Linked DNA regions of Mus musculus: region 2 is linked to region 1. A link is a contact called in public HiCAR-type data. All regions are on one chromosome and are shown on one strand. The core of a region is the stretch at or near the end of the contact, and the rest is flanking DNA. Distances in the headings are between cores, read along the strand shown.

The links. HiCAR-type assays count read pairs that join an accessible place to other places.
Region 2: a HiCAR-type map of embryonic stem cells shows a contact between it and region 1, with 2.3 times the contacts expected there. The contact joins two enhancer-like sites. A contact is called at or near these places in 3 of 484 Hi-C or Micro-C datasets (the C10 cell line and embryonic stem cells) and 3 of 115 datasets of contacts at active chromatin or transcription factors (embryonic stem cells and large pre-B cells).

The regions. Positions count from the first base shown.
Region 1 is chr2:146,058,938-146,065,387 of GRCm38.p6, reverse strand. The region is part of intron 17 of Cfap61 (cilia and flagella associated protein 61); the gene reads right to left. Among named protein-coding and RNA genes, the nearest start is that of Gm34629, 37 kb to the left of the region's middle. Within about 2 kb of position 2,662, at least 79 of the 459 cell types and tissues checked have an H3K27ac peak or open chromatin away from gene starts, as enhancers often do. A contact at or near this core is called in embryonic stem cells, where this site is marked.
Region 2 is chr2:146,296,348-146,302,797 of GRCm38.p6, reverse strand. All of the region lies in intron 38 of Ralgapa2 (Ral GTPase activating protein, alpha subunit 2 (catalytic)), which reads left to right. Among named protein-coding and RNA genes, the nearest start is that of A930019D19Rik, 40 kb to the right of the region's middle. Within about 2 kb of position 2,532, at least 14 of the 459 cell types and tissues checked have an H3K27ac peak or open chromatin away from gene starts, as enhancers often do. A contact at or near this core is called in embryonic stem cells, where this site is marked.

The DNA.
Region 1 (6,450 bases), core at 1,413-3,912:
ATGTCTTACAGAAGCAAGTGTCCGATTTGCATCATTCTAAAAGTACAACCTGTGGTTGCTACAGTTCAAATGTATCTCATTTTCATTTATTTCAGACTATAATGAAACCATTTTTAACTGCTTCCCACCTGTGTGTGTGTGTGTGTGTGTGTGTGTGTGTAAGTGCACACCCGTCACAGCACATTTGTAGAGGTCAGAGGACAGTTTACAGTCAGTTCCACCACGAGGGCTCTGGGGATTGACTGAACTCCGGCTCTCAGGCCCATCCACGAGAGACTTTACCTGCTGAGCCACATCACCTGCTTCTAGGTGCATCTCTTTAAAAACAAAAACAAAAACAAAAACTTGCTGTCTTAGCATGTTGCTATGTATTCATTCTCAGATCCATATGCCTATGGAACAGCTACTCATATTAGCACATCAAACGAGAATACAGCCTCGGAAGTTAGAGACAACTTCAGACGCAATCGTAAGCATTCTTCCCGTTAAACTTCGGTCTTCCAAAGGGATGGCCCTTGCATATGGGTATCTCGGAGTAGAAGTTTTCCCTGCATATAAAGCTCATTAAAATCAGGGGGGGGGGGAAATGCAACAATGATAACCCCACCCAGTCTGCCTCTGCAAGCCCTCTCCCTCACACAGAACGCTTGACTTCAAACACATGCCATTTCCACCATATCAGGAAACTTCCCAGTAGCACTTGAGTGACCTCCAGTTCAGCTCAGTTCTTGGAGTCAGCACCCCAGGCCTGCTCCCAGGTGCTCTGTCGTTGCTAATAACAAGTCTAGTTTGTGGCCCATGCTGCTGACCAACTAACTGCCCGTAAGTTGGAGATCCCCATGACCCTTCCACAGTGGCGCAGAGAACTCAAGAGAAACAGTTTACTTACCAGGTCATGAGTTGATCATAAAAGGGTAGAGCTCAGACCTGGCCAGTCACATGGAGCATGGCACGGGTCACGAGGCTTCCTCGTGCCCTCCAGATGTGCTCCACTCTCAGCATCTCCATAGGGAGCGTCTCGAAAACCCTTTGGCCTTGGGTGTCTACGGCTGCTTCACCAAGTAGGCATGGCTGATTAAACCACTGGCTGTTGGTGGCTGACATCACTCTCCAGCCCTTTCTTGTTTCCAAAGCGGTTGGGAATGGGCCTGAAATTATTCTCTTCAAAGTCACTACCCTTATATGGTTAAAGGCAAATTTTTCTCATCTTAATGGGAGTTAGCTATCATCGCTCAGCTGGTTTCTTAAGAAGTTGGGACTTTTAAACAAGCAGCCTAGGGCTTAGTTTGATAATTTGGACTTTTAACATAAGTAACTCCATTTGGGGCCTGGTTTCAGCATTGCTAGCCACAAAGCCACTCTAACTTGTTGGTGGAAATGGTAAGTATATATGAATGTGGGCTGCTTATGTGGCCATGTGGAGAAGCTCTTCACAGATCTTATCTGTTAGCTCAAAGCTTAGCTCACCAGCTAACTACAACAGCGGCATAGAGTGAGCACTGGTCTAAGTGCTGAGGTATGAATGAGCCTTGAGAGGTGAGGACACAGGCAAACAAATGCGATGCAGTGTATGTGAGGGGGCAGTGTGTTGGGAAGCTACTACTGTGAGTGAATGCATTCAAAAGGCACAGGATTAAAGGAACTCATTTAGCCCCAGGGACTGTGTGTCGGTAGAGTAGGCAGGACTGTGCTCTGGGACGCAGGCAGTTCTGGACTCAGCTGGACAGCCCTGGAATCAGCTGGCCCAAGATAGCAGGAAAAGTCAGGGAAGGATTCCCAGAGAAAGTGACAGCTGAGCTGGCTTTACAAAAATCAACAGAGTATCTCCAGGCAGACAAAGGAGAGAACTAACTGGGGGTGAGGGGGAGCCAGAGCGAGGCTGAACAGAACACGCAGGTCAGTCCGTCTCTAAATGTAAGTTCACAGACTAGGTCTCTCCAAAGGCGGAGCTGGCACTCTTGGAAATATAGGAAGCAAGCATAGAGGGAAACACAAGGAAAAGGAACAGGAGTTAAGGAAGAAGCGGGAAGGGGGGGCTGAGGGCCAACCGAATGTGCCTCATCACCTCCCATTAGCCAGTGTTATTTGGCACATCTCTGAAGCCAGAGTGAAATGAAAACTCTATTCCTGCAGAGAATAAGCTGTTTGGTGCACATTGGGCAAGTGGCCCTGCACTGCTGGGTTCAGCCCCTGGGCATCTGCTACAAAATGACAGCCCTTGAAAACAACGCTCTTATTCTGAGACTTTCTGTGCAAGTGAGTGCTCTTTCTAGGTATAGTTTTGTTTTGCTTTGAATCTTGCTTTCTTTCACCATTTCTTTAGTTTTGCTCCTGGGTATGTTCCAACACACACATGTCCAGTGAACTGGCTAACACACGTGACTGCTTTTAAGGTCTAGTGTGTGCCTCTGTGCCCATGGCTCGTTTTTTTTTTTTCAATCAGCCTCGGTACTTCTGTTGACATCCAACTGTATCTCTGATTCTGTCTCAAGAAATTAGGGTGCCTCCTTTCATCCCAGTGCGAACAATGGTTTGGATTCTCTTTCACACGACTTTAAAATTCTGCATACCAAAAGGCTCACTCGGGCTATTGTACAAGCAATGTACAATGGGTGTTTTGAAAGAATGGGCTTTTCTGAACATTCCAACGGAGTGTGCGAAGGCTACAAATGCAGTTCAAAGGAATTTGGTCAGAATCAATGGAACTGCTTCTTGGTCCAAGTGGAGGGCTTGGAGGGAGGAGTAAAACAAATCCACCTTCTTTTTAAATTGAAATGAAAAGAGGCTGGCGGGCAGCTAAGCAGAAACCTCAACGGGAAGGAAGGCAGGATACAATAAATGGGAGTGGCTCTTGTGAACAAAAGTGAAAGAGGCTTCTTAACAGAAGGTGCCAGGCTGATTCAGCGGGCCAGATATTTCACATCTGACGGGGGAAGAGAAGGCTCTCAGTCCACTGCTAATTCTTATGAAACAGGGAGCCCCCAGCATGAAAGAAATTGCTTTTAAAAATTCCCACCTGTTTCCTCTTGGAATTAATTCCTGACGATTCTGACATTATCTAAGGCCCGCCAATTGCCTGTTCCCAGTAGAAACTCCTCTCTCCCCAAAGTTAAGTGTTTGATATACCCCGAGTTTTGAAAACAAAACCAAACAGTGAAAACAATATTCCATAATTAATTAGCACAAAGGCTTCCCTGTGCCTAGCCGTCCTGGTGGGAGCTGGATTGGGGCTCTCAAGGGTTAATGCTTATGTGGTAGCAGGTGTGACTTCCGGGAAGGCTCACATCAGAAACACAAAATCAAACATGAATCCTCAGGAAAATTCCTGCTTTTGCTCAAACACAACCCCCCCCCCCAATCTCCTACAATCCTTTGGAGTGGCTGGCAGGAGGCAGGGACAGTAGTGTACCATAATTAACACCCGATCACCGTTAACATCTCACTTGGGTTGGTGTAAAGAGAGGTCACGTACTTTTAATTTCTCACACGCATGTCAGTGGTAAACAGTCCCAGCATTCCCGTTAATGACACCATCTGGCGAGTCCCCTAACTGTGTAGCCTTCAGCTTCCAAACAAGATGTAATGTCAGCAACACATGAAACCCACTGACATTTACAGTAAGGAAATTTATTATCAGCCATTGGTTTCATATAAATGTGTTTGCGTGACTGCCAGGGCTTTCAAATCGTCACCTTTGCCAGGCGAGCAAAGGAAGGTGCAATAAATAATGGATATTAAGCCATGCATGTACTACCAAATCATTAAACATTTATCGCGCAGGCACAATAGCATCTTGAGCAACAGTTACCACTTGAAAAATTAATGCCACTTTTGAGGGTTGAATGGGAGCCATTCAGTCTAAGTGTTAACAGTTTTTGTTTCAGTACAGAATATAAGGATCCCCCAAAATTTCTACTTTTTAGGTCGAACATGACTATGTATATGTAAATAGCGCTTTAAAAATAATTTCATCTTGAAGAACAATTGCTTTATGCTCTTTTGTTAAATAGTAAACATTGTAGCTGAAATGTTTTGTGAAAAGAAAATAATTGTTTAAACCTTTTCTCAATACCATAAATGGCAGAAGAAAGGTTCTTTGGGGATTAAATGGTATGATTCCCTTTAAAGACCTTAATGGATTCATCAGTTATGGTTGCAATTAAACGCCTTTAATTGTGGATTAAGGACCCGAGTATAAAGTCAAAGCAACAAAATCTCTTGAGTAACTGAGCTGCATTTGTCCCCAGTCCTATTCCCTTAGAAATATGTCCCCAAACATGCGAGTGATTTTCTTCTATATGTTTGTCTTATGAGTATCCATTGCTTTGAGTTAATAATGAAAAAACTACAGATAGAAGGAGGGCGGTTACTGTTTCTTTGGAGGGTTTAGCAAAGAATAATAGTGTTTGATTGAATGGAACAAAGAGAAGCATTGGTGGGAACTTTACTGGCTTGCTGGATGTGGAACTTAGAAGGTGGGGAAGCCAGCGCTGCCCTGGGGAAGTTCTTCCTTTAGCTGGTAAAGCTCAGCTGCAGACTGGGACATCCAGGGACACACAAGGTGACACAGGACACAGAAGGTGAGGCTCTAGAATAAAATTTCAACACAATCTCAACATGTAAAATTGTCACCTAGGGAGAGGACATGAGCTAAGCCCTACTGTGAGTGTGAAGCATTACCTAGGGGAGAAAGAAAAAATAGGTGACAGACAGACAGACAGGCAGGCAGACAGGCAGGCAGGCAGTCCTGGGTTCAAATTAAGAATTGACTGACTAGGAGACGTATATCCTGCCTTGTAAGGGTTTGATGTTTTCGTGAGCACCGTTACTCTAAAAGCCTGTACAATTTTATTGGATTGCAACTCATGGATTCCACTCTTCTCTTCCCTATAACCTATCAAAAACGCTCTGAAAGGCAGACCCCACCCGCCCACTACCCACTGCCAGGGAAAGTCAGAGAAAGCTGTTCTTGAAAACCCAGCAGAATGCTGGGCAGTGGTGGCGCATGCCTTTAATTCCAGCACTTGGGAGGTAGAGGCAGGCAGAGGATTTCTGAGTTTGAGGCCAGTCTGGTCTACAAAATGAGTTCCTGGACAACCAGGGCTACACAGAGAAACCCTGTCGTGAAAAACCAAAAAGAAAGAAAGAAAGAAAGAAAGAAAGAAAGAAAGAAAGAGAGAGAGAGAGAGAGAGAGAGAGAGAGAGAGAGAGAGAAAGAAAGAAAGAAAGAAAGAAAGAAAGAAAGAAAGAAAGAAAGAAAGAAAGACAGAAAGACAGAAAGAAAGAAAGAAAGAAAAAGGAAAGAAAGAAAAGGAAAACTCAGCAGGAAATTGGGATTTGGGTCCTGTTCCTAGATGAATTTTAAATTAGTGGAGGAAACTTTGAGACCTCCTGCTTCCACCTTAAATAGTGACTATCAAGGGGGCCCACCCCCTCTTCTTTTTTTCTATGTTTTGGGGTTGACATCCATGATCTGGCTAAGACTAGGTATCTGCAGTACTGGCTCCTGGTGCTATTGGGCAGCCTGTATGAGAAGCGGCCATCTTTTGTTGACCTGAATTAGAGATCAACAGCTGAAGTTGGTGACAGGGTGGGAGTCACAGGAGATCAGTATGCAATCCTATGAATATGCCTGCCTACCAAGCACCCCAAGCCATGGAGACGTATTTAGAGTTGAGAGGCTTCTCTCTCTCCATAGCTGTCCTTAGGACTAAGGGAGTCTTCACTGTGTAACCAAGTGGTCTGAGTTCCATGCGTCCACCCGCAAGTCTCCACGACACAAAGAGACTTCTTCAAGGGTGAACTTTAGAGGCATCATGTAGGAGTTAACTCAATCCAGTGGGACTCATTGTCCTATTTTAAAATGACATATACTGCTTGAGCCTTACCATTAAAACAACAACAACAAAAGTATGGGAATTTTTTCCAAAGCTGTTTTCTAACAAATGTTCCGTGAGAGGCCACACACTCACCCTACCCTTCCATCTGTCACTAATTAATTTACAACTTTCCTAGACCTCTAGCTGTTCGTGCTATATTTTCTGGAAATGACTGTCTGCTCTATCCCAGGGGGGAAAAAGTCACGAGCAACAGCAAGGAGGCATCTCCACAGTGGTGCTGGCTCCAGTAATACTTTTAAAGTCTGCTTTCTGCATAAGTGTGTTTGTGTGTATGTGTGTGTGTGTGTGAGAGAGAGAGAGAGAGAGAGAGAGAGAGAGAGAGAGAGAGAGAGAGAGAGAGAGAGAGAATGGCACAGTTTTCCTGACTCCTGAAGGGTGGGGGTGGGGAACAACGGTTAACAATGAAGATCAAGAAACAAAAAGCCATTCAGCAGATGCATGCCATTTTTTCCCTCTTCAGTGTGGACCAGTTTTTCTTGTTAATTATATCACCTATTCTTTCCTTATATTGATAATTACATAATTACACGAAACAGATGGACGACAGAAT
Region 2 (6,450 bases), core at 1,283-3,782, 240 kb before region 1:
GGCCAGAAAGCACTGCATTTTGTTGTTCCAGATCCTAGGGCCCTATGTGTAGGTTGCTGGGGCGGGTTTTTTTTTTTAAATTATTAATGTGTGTAAATTTTACGCACATAAATAAAAATGCCTGCAATGCCCAAAGAAAGTTCTGAGACCAGTAGGCAGTAGGCTGGTCTAGGCCAAGCATGCAAATACTGACAGCTGAAATCACTTGTTGGAGAGTCTGCACACTCCGGCTCCAGCTGCATTCGTCAGTTGCTTTAAGGGAAGTGTAATCAGCCAGAGAGATGCATTTGCATCTCAATTAGAAAGGAGTTGGGAGGAAGCGCTAGGGTCTGTTGCAGGAAGGTTGTGGAAGAAATCTCACTGAGCACAAAAGCCTCCCGGCCTTGTCCTCCAGCTGAGTGGAAGACAATGTCCGAGGTTTCGTTTCCATAGGGACCAGAAACCTGCTGGGCCCCAGAAGAATCTCGGGTTTGCACCGTAATCATTTGGTCATGATGACATAAATTCCACTGTTGTTCCTAAATACATTTTGCTATTAAAAAGCTGTTAGAATAGTGGAAATGGTTGTCATACCAAAGGCATGCTAGAGGGTGTTTGCTGACCCTGCTTACTTTCCTCATATGCTGTGAGCATATCTAGGCTTTTGGCATTTATTGATGTCTAAATATTCAAAGAGCAAAAGGTCATTCCATAAATGACAGAGTCTCAGCATTTACAGTTAGGGGGAATGACATTGCTTCACAGAGAGCCATCATTTCTAATTCTTCCACACTTTTCAGCAGTAGAACAGCATGAACTTTAACACAGGGAATAATAATCTGACCACTGCTCATGAAAATGGTCGTCATCTAGCTTTAGATAACTCCAGCAAACCTACAAGAGGGAAGCCCCACCCTGATGGTTGAAAGCACAAAGTACTATAATTAAGTGTTTTCATGGAATATTATTTAACCGGTTACTTCAGTGACTGGGGTCTATACCAGACAGACAGACCTTTTGTTTCCAGAGTTCTTTCCTTTCCCAAAAGTCTGCGCTGGAGCCTGCAGAGAGCAGAGGCTGTCAAAACCCTGTGTGCCAAGTGACCCACCATAAGCAGGAAGGTCTCACCCTGAACAAGACTTGTATTTCTGTTTTATTTCGTGCTTTCTTGAGTAGTTCGTGGGCTCCAACTTCAGAGCGACAAAGAAAAGGTTTAAAAATAGGAGGAAAAAAAGGAAGAAAGAAATCTGACTTATTCAGACTGAATTTTCTTTATTTAAAAGACAAGGTTTGAAGTTCATCTTTTTACTCTGGAAGACAGAGGGAACCATTTTCCTAACGATAGTCTCTTCCAGTGACCACGGACTGAAACAACACATCTCAGGGAAGCATCAGAATCTTAATCCAACATTAATCAAATTTCAGTTTACTAATTATCTATCCCATTTTGAAAAGTCCGGCATCAACAGAAAACATTGTAGACTCTGGGATTATAAGCAGTATTTTGAAAGTGAGACTTTCTGTTATTCAAATCTCTAAAAAGGATAATACATGCCTTATTATAATAAGAGATTGTGCAAAGCCAAAGGAGGACAAAGCAGCAGGTCCAACTGGTGATCCCTTCTGTGCGTCTGCAGTGGGCTCCCAGCAGGTCTCCTGCCACAGCCATTTGCAACATGCTCAAGGAAATTTTTTAATCAAAACCGAATACTTTTTTTTTTTTGATAATCTGAGTAAATACAATCCAAATGCCATCATGTGAGCCTTGAAGGGGCCTCTTTTTTTTTTAGTTTTCTCTAGTACTGAGAAACTCAGAGCTCTGAAACATCTTGTTTTTCAGGTATGGTTCTGTGGTTCTATATATTGAAAGCTTTTTGCTACAGACCATTGGGACCTAGTGGAGAAGGCTGGTCAGTAGGAGGATCAGTGCTGGCCTTGCTCCCTCATCTTCCTACATCCAGTGAGCCCACATGCACTACCATCTGTGTATTGTGTTTGCTCATGCCTTAGACACAGCCAGCTTAAGGAAGGGGCAGCTGCTTTAGTTTTGAGCAGAGTAGCATGCTGCCTAAATGCCCCAATATTTTAGCATAGACCACTCTCTAGTTATGCCTTGTAATTCCTGACAAGACCACATCTGATAGTCTGTGTGTCCAGACAGTCTTTTACTTATTGTTTCACCATAGCCACAAAAACAAATGGGACCACATTCAGTGGCTTACAGTTTTTTATCTTCAGCTTATTTCTTCAGTGTTTCATTTCAGGCTCCTATCTCCTGTTTGGTCCAAGGATATAAAAGAGTACAGAACGGGTATCCCTTTGCCACGTTCACGCCTTTAAACCTCCAGTACAAAGCTTTGGTCTTTCATCCACCCATGATCAATGAAGGGGCTGCCTCCTAAAAAACTCAGTCTGCTTGTCAGGGAACAAGCCAGCCCTTAAGATGCCAAGTCCCTGTGGTTCCCCTTCATTTGCCTATGAAGTGGGATGTAAGTCTATCAGGGCATCCAGGCCTTGAGGCAGATGTATGCCTGGAAGTGCAAAGTCTCATACCTCCACAAAGGGTAGGGCAGGCAGGCTGGCTGGGGGGATTCTGAATTTATAAGCAGAGTTCCAGAATTCCCCCAGGGCCCACTTTTCAAAGGCAAATTAGTACGTTTGCAACTTGATCCCTGGGCAACTTTTGACAGTTGTTCTAAGAATAATAAAACAGATGGACAGAATAGATTTTGGGGTTTCCATCCAAACTGCCATCCTCTGTGGACTTTAAAGAAGGCGGAGAGCCGATGGGGGAGCTGCTACCACTCTCCATTGTGCTGAGCCTCTCACACCCAAGACTCATAACTCTCTCCCCAAAGAAGATGGAAACTGTCATCACATTATATTCTCCTGCTGAGTGTTCAGCTTGGCTATGAGAAAACAAATAGGATATGTGGAGTTTTATTCTTTTTAACACATTTAAAATTAAATTAATTGAAGTCAGGAAAAATAAATGTATACTCCCAAGACACTGAGGTTACTATGGCTATCAGAGGAAAAGTAAAATTTGTTTTAAATTGAAGTAGCATGTTTATAAAATCTTGTACATCTTTAAAGAGCTTTCAACTATTATGTGCTTGTTAATTTTGAAAATAGAATTTATGCCCAGCAGGATAAACATATATGGTGACATTTACATACATTAAAAAAAAAACACAGGTGTATCAGGAGAGACTTTAAATTACCTGAGTTGTGCTCTAGACTTGTCAGAGACATGGTTTGTGCTTGACTTTGGATGAGAGAAGTATTTCCTACCACCCTCTTTCCTGCGGATTGTCCACCATTAGGACTTCACTTACCTACATTGGAGGTGAGTTTCTGTACTCTTAGCCACTCCCTCCTTTCTGGAATCCTATGCCCTGCAGTCACTGCTTGGGTCAGAAAGGTCATAGAAGGTCATCTAGGTCTTAGAGCTCCAGGGCCATCCTAGGGGTGAGAGAGAGAGAGACAGAGACAGAGAGACAGAGAGAGAGACAGAGGGGGGTGAGGGGGGTCAGAAAGGCAGAGAGAGCTGAACCGGCAGGTGGAGTAACTATTCAAGTAGATTGTCACCAGCAATGGCACACTAGAATAGTACATTTTCATTTATCTGAAAACAGACACGAAGGAATGTAAAGCCTGCGTCTACAACTCATGTTCTGCAGTATCATCACTAATATCATAGAACTGGATCCGAGTGTTTGGTCAGGTTTGGGGGTTACTTTTGCATTCCTGGGGAAATCCCACATTCCACATGCATGCTATCCATACTCATTCTTACCACTGAGCCCTCCCGCTTTCCTCTTGAGGTCAAGTGCTCATTCTCAGTGACAATTCTAGTAGGAAAGAGTGCAAGGCACTGCCTTTCATCCTCGGCAGGCATCTCCTACAAATAAATGCTGGGCACATTTCAAAGTGTCTTTGTTATAGTAGCCACATTTTTCAGGCATGTATGAGAACTGGCCTTAGAAATTGGGTTTCAGTTTTAGACTGGTAACTAGTTCTTTGGTTTTGAACAAGTAATTTACCTCTACCCATTTCCTTATTTGTAAAGTGAGGAAAATAATTCCCCAGACAGATTATTGCTAATTGTTACGGAATGAAGTGTATGCAAAAAGCTTATCCTTAAAATGTAACTGAGGTGTAGTTTCTTCCCACTCATACGGCATGGCCCCAGCCCAGTCTTGTCATGTGTCAGCCTCCTCCTAGTTTCACTACTTCTGTTATCCTTGAAGATCTTTCGAGAAAGCAGAAACTTTTCCTTCAGGCAGAAATCAAAACATCTAGCTCAAAACCCTCCATAGTATAGAAAAATCCAGAATCTTTCTAATAGTCCACAAACATGGCAGCCTTGAGAACTACATTCTCTGCCTAGAACTCTTGTCTGCCCCATCCCTCCACCTAGAATCTTCTTAGCTCCTTCTGTTTCCTTAGTCTCTGTTTTTTAAACAGAGACTATTTATTACAAAGTGTTGTAAATACTAAGCTCTGTTCCTTGAGCAGTATTACCTCATATTTTTTCTTAGTTCCTGCCATTTAATTGTTGCATCTTTCTCCTATGAGTACATCAACTGCAGAGGACAAACTTACCTGTCACCATTTGTGACTGTCCTCACCCTAGAGGAAGGAAAAGGCTTGATAAAGTGTGCACATCATATAAACATCATATAAGGGCATGAACAAGTGAGCAGACATATGCTGGGCTTCAGGGGACATCTGGCTTCTAGCTCATTCTCTTTAATCAGAAGTAGTTGTACCCTACTGGCTTCCAAAACACCTTTGTTCCCAGGTCCCGCCACGCATGCCGTGGGAGCTTTGGGAGTTTGCTTCTATCTTTCTCCTCCAGCACGTGTCTGTGGCCCTGGCGTTACTATAGGTTGAGGAGATGAGTGGCCTTGCTCTTGTGGGGCCTTCTTCACCACTAGGGCTTATTCTAGGGTGTAGGAAAGGCCTTAGTCAGCATCCAGTGGTTCTTCTGGGTCTTTCAAACACAAACTACAAACCAGAATGAGAGGATGGAGGGAGTTCCACTAGGGAAGAGTGACTCCGCCTAAGTGTGTCTCTCATTAATATTTTCATCAGTTTATTTTGCAAGTCTCATTAGGCTAGACATTTCACAAGGTTTTGTTGACTTTGTTTTCCAAAAATATATTCAGACACTAATCATAATTGCTTACTTAAGTACATCTAGCCTGGAGGAGTTTTGGTGAGCTTGCATTGGGAGAACAGCATATCATTGTGGACATAAAGTTGCACCTCTTGTTTTTGTTCAGAGGAAGAAAAGGAAATTAGACTGTAAGCACCCCCCCCCCCCCCAGTAAGCTGGGTGCTGCCCTGGACCCACTGACTGCCTCCGAAGTCTGTCTGGATTCATATTAGGAAGTATGCTCAGTAATATGGATTTTGAAAGGATGTGAAGTATTTTATAGCATAAAATTGTCCTGCTTTTACTAAGATATAAATAGTATCTTAATGCAATGGGATTAAATAGACTTGTTATTTTTTAACCTTTTGTTTAATAGTTCTGTGAAACAGAAAGTTCCTCCAAGCTTGACTGATTTTGACTTTGTTTGTTGATAGTAAAAAAAAAAAAAAACTTTGTAAAGAGACATCTATGGGCTGGGGAATATTAGAATATTAGCCTTAGCTCATAAGCCCCAACAACTCATGTTCAGTGTTCATTCCTGCCATCTGTTCTATAGAGATCCCTGAGAACATTTGACTAGAGGTTTCCATCTTCTTTAATGCTATACAAGCTTCATTCGTGTGTGTGTGTGTGTGTGTGTATGTGTGTGTGTGTGGTGTGTGTGTGTGGTGTGTGTGTGTGTGTGTGGTGTGTGTGTGTGTGTGGTGTGTGTGTGTGTGTGTGGTGTGTGTGTGTGTGTGTGTGGTGTGTGTGTGTATGTGTATGTGTGTGTGTGGTGTGTGTGTGTGTGTGTGTGTGTGTGTGTGTGTGTGGTGTGTGTGTGTGTGTGGTGTGTGTGTGTGTGTGTGTGTGTGTGTGTGTGTGTGTGTGTGTGTGTGTGGTGTGTGTTTCTGAGGTTTAAACCTGGAACCTTAAGCATGCTGGTTTCCCAACCCTACACTGATACGTTTTAGCATATTCAAAGTGTACTAAACTCTATTTGAGGAGGTTAGAACTAGCCTACAAAATTCTGTTCATGGTTTGTTTGGATATTGCAGAGATTAGAGCTTTGTGAAAACACAAGTTAATTCCCATATCAAAGGCTGTGGTTTCCCATGTTCCATTTCAGGTCTTCTCTTCGCATGTTGTATTTGTACACAGCTACCCTCAAGAAGTTAAAATGTCCTTTCCTTTATAATGCAATAGCAATTTTTCATCTTAAGGTCAACTAAAGGATTATTGCCAGCCAGAGCCACCTCACTTCATTTCCTGCCTCTTCAGCACAGCAGCCCAGACAAATCCACAGACATTGCCCTGTGCATACTGCC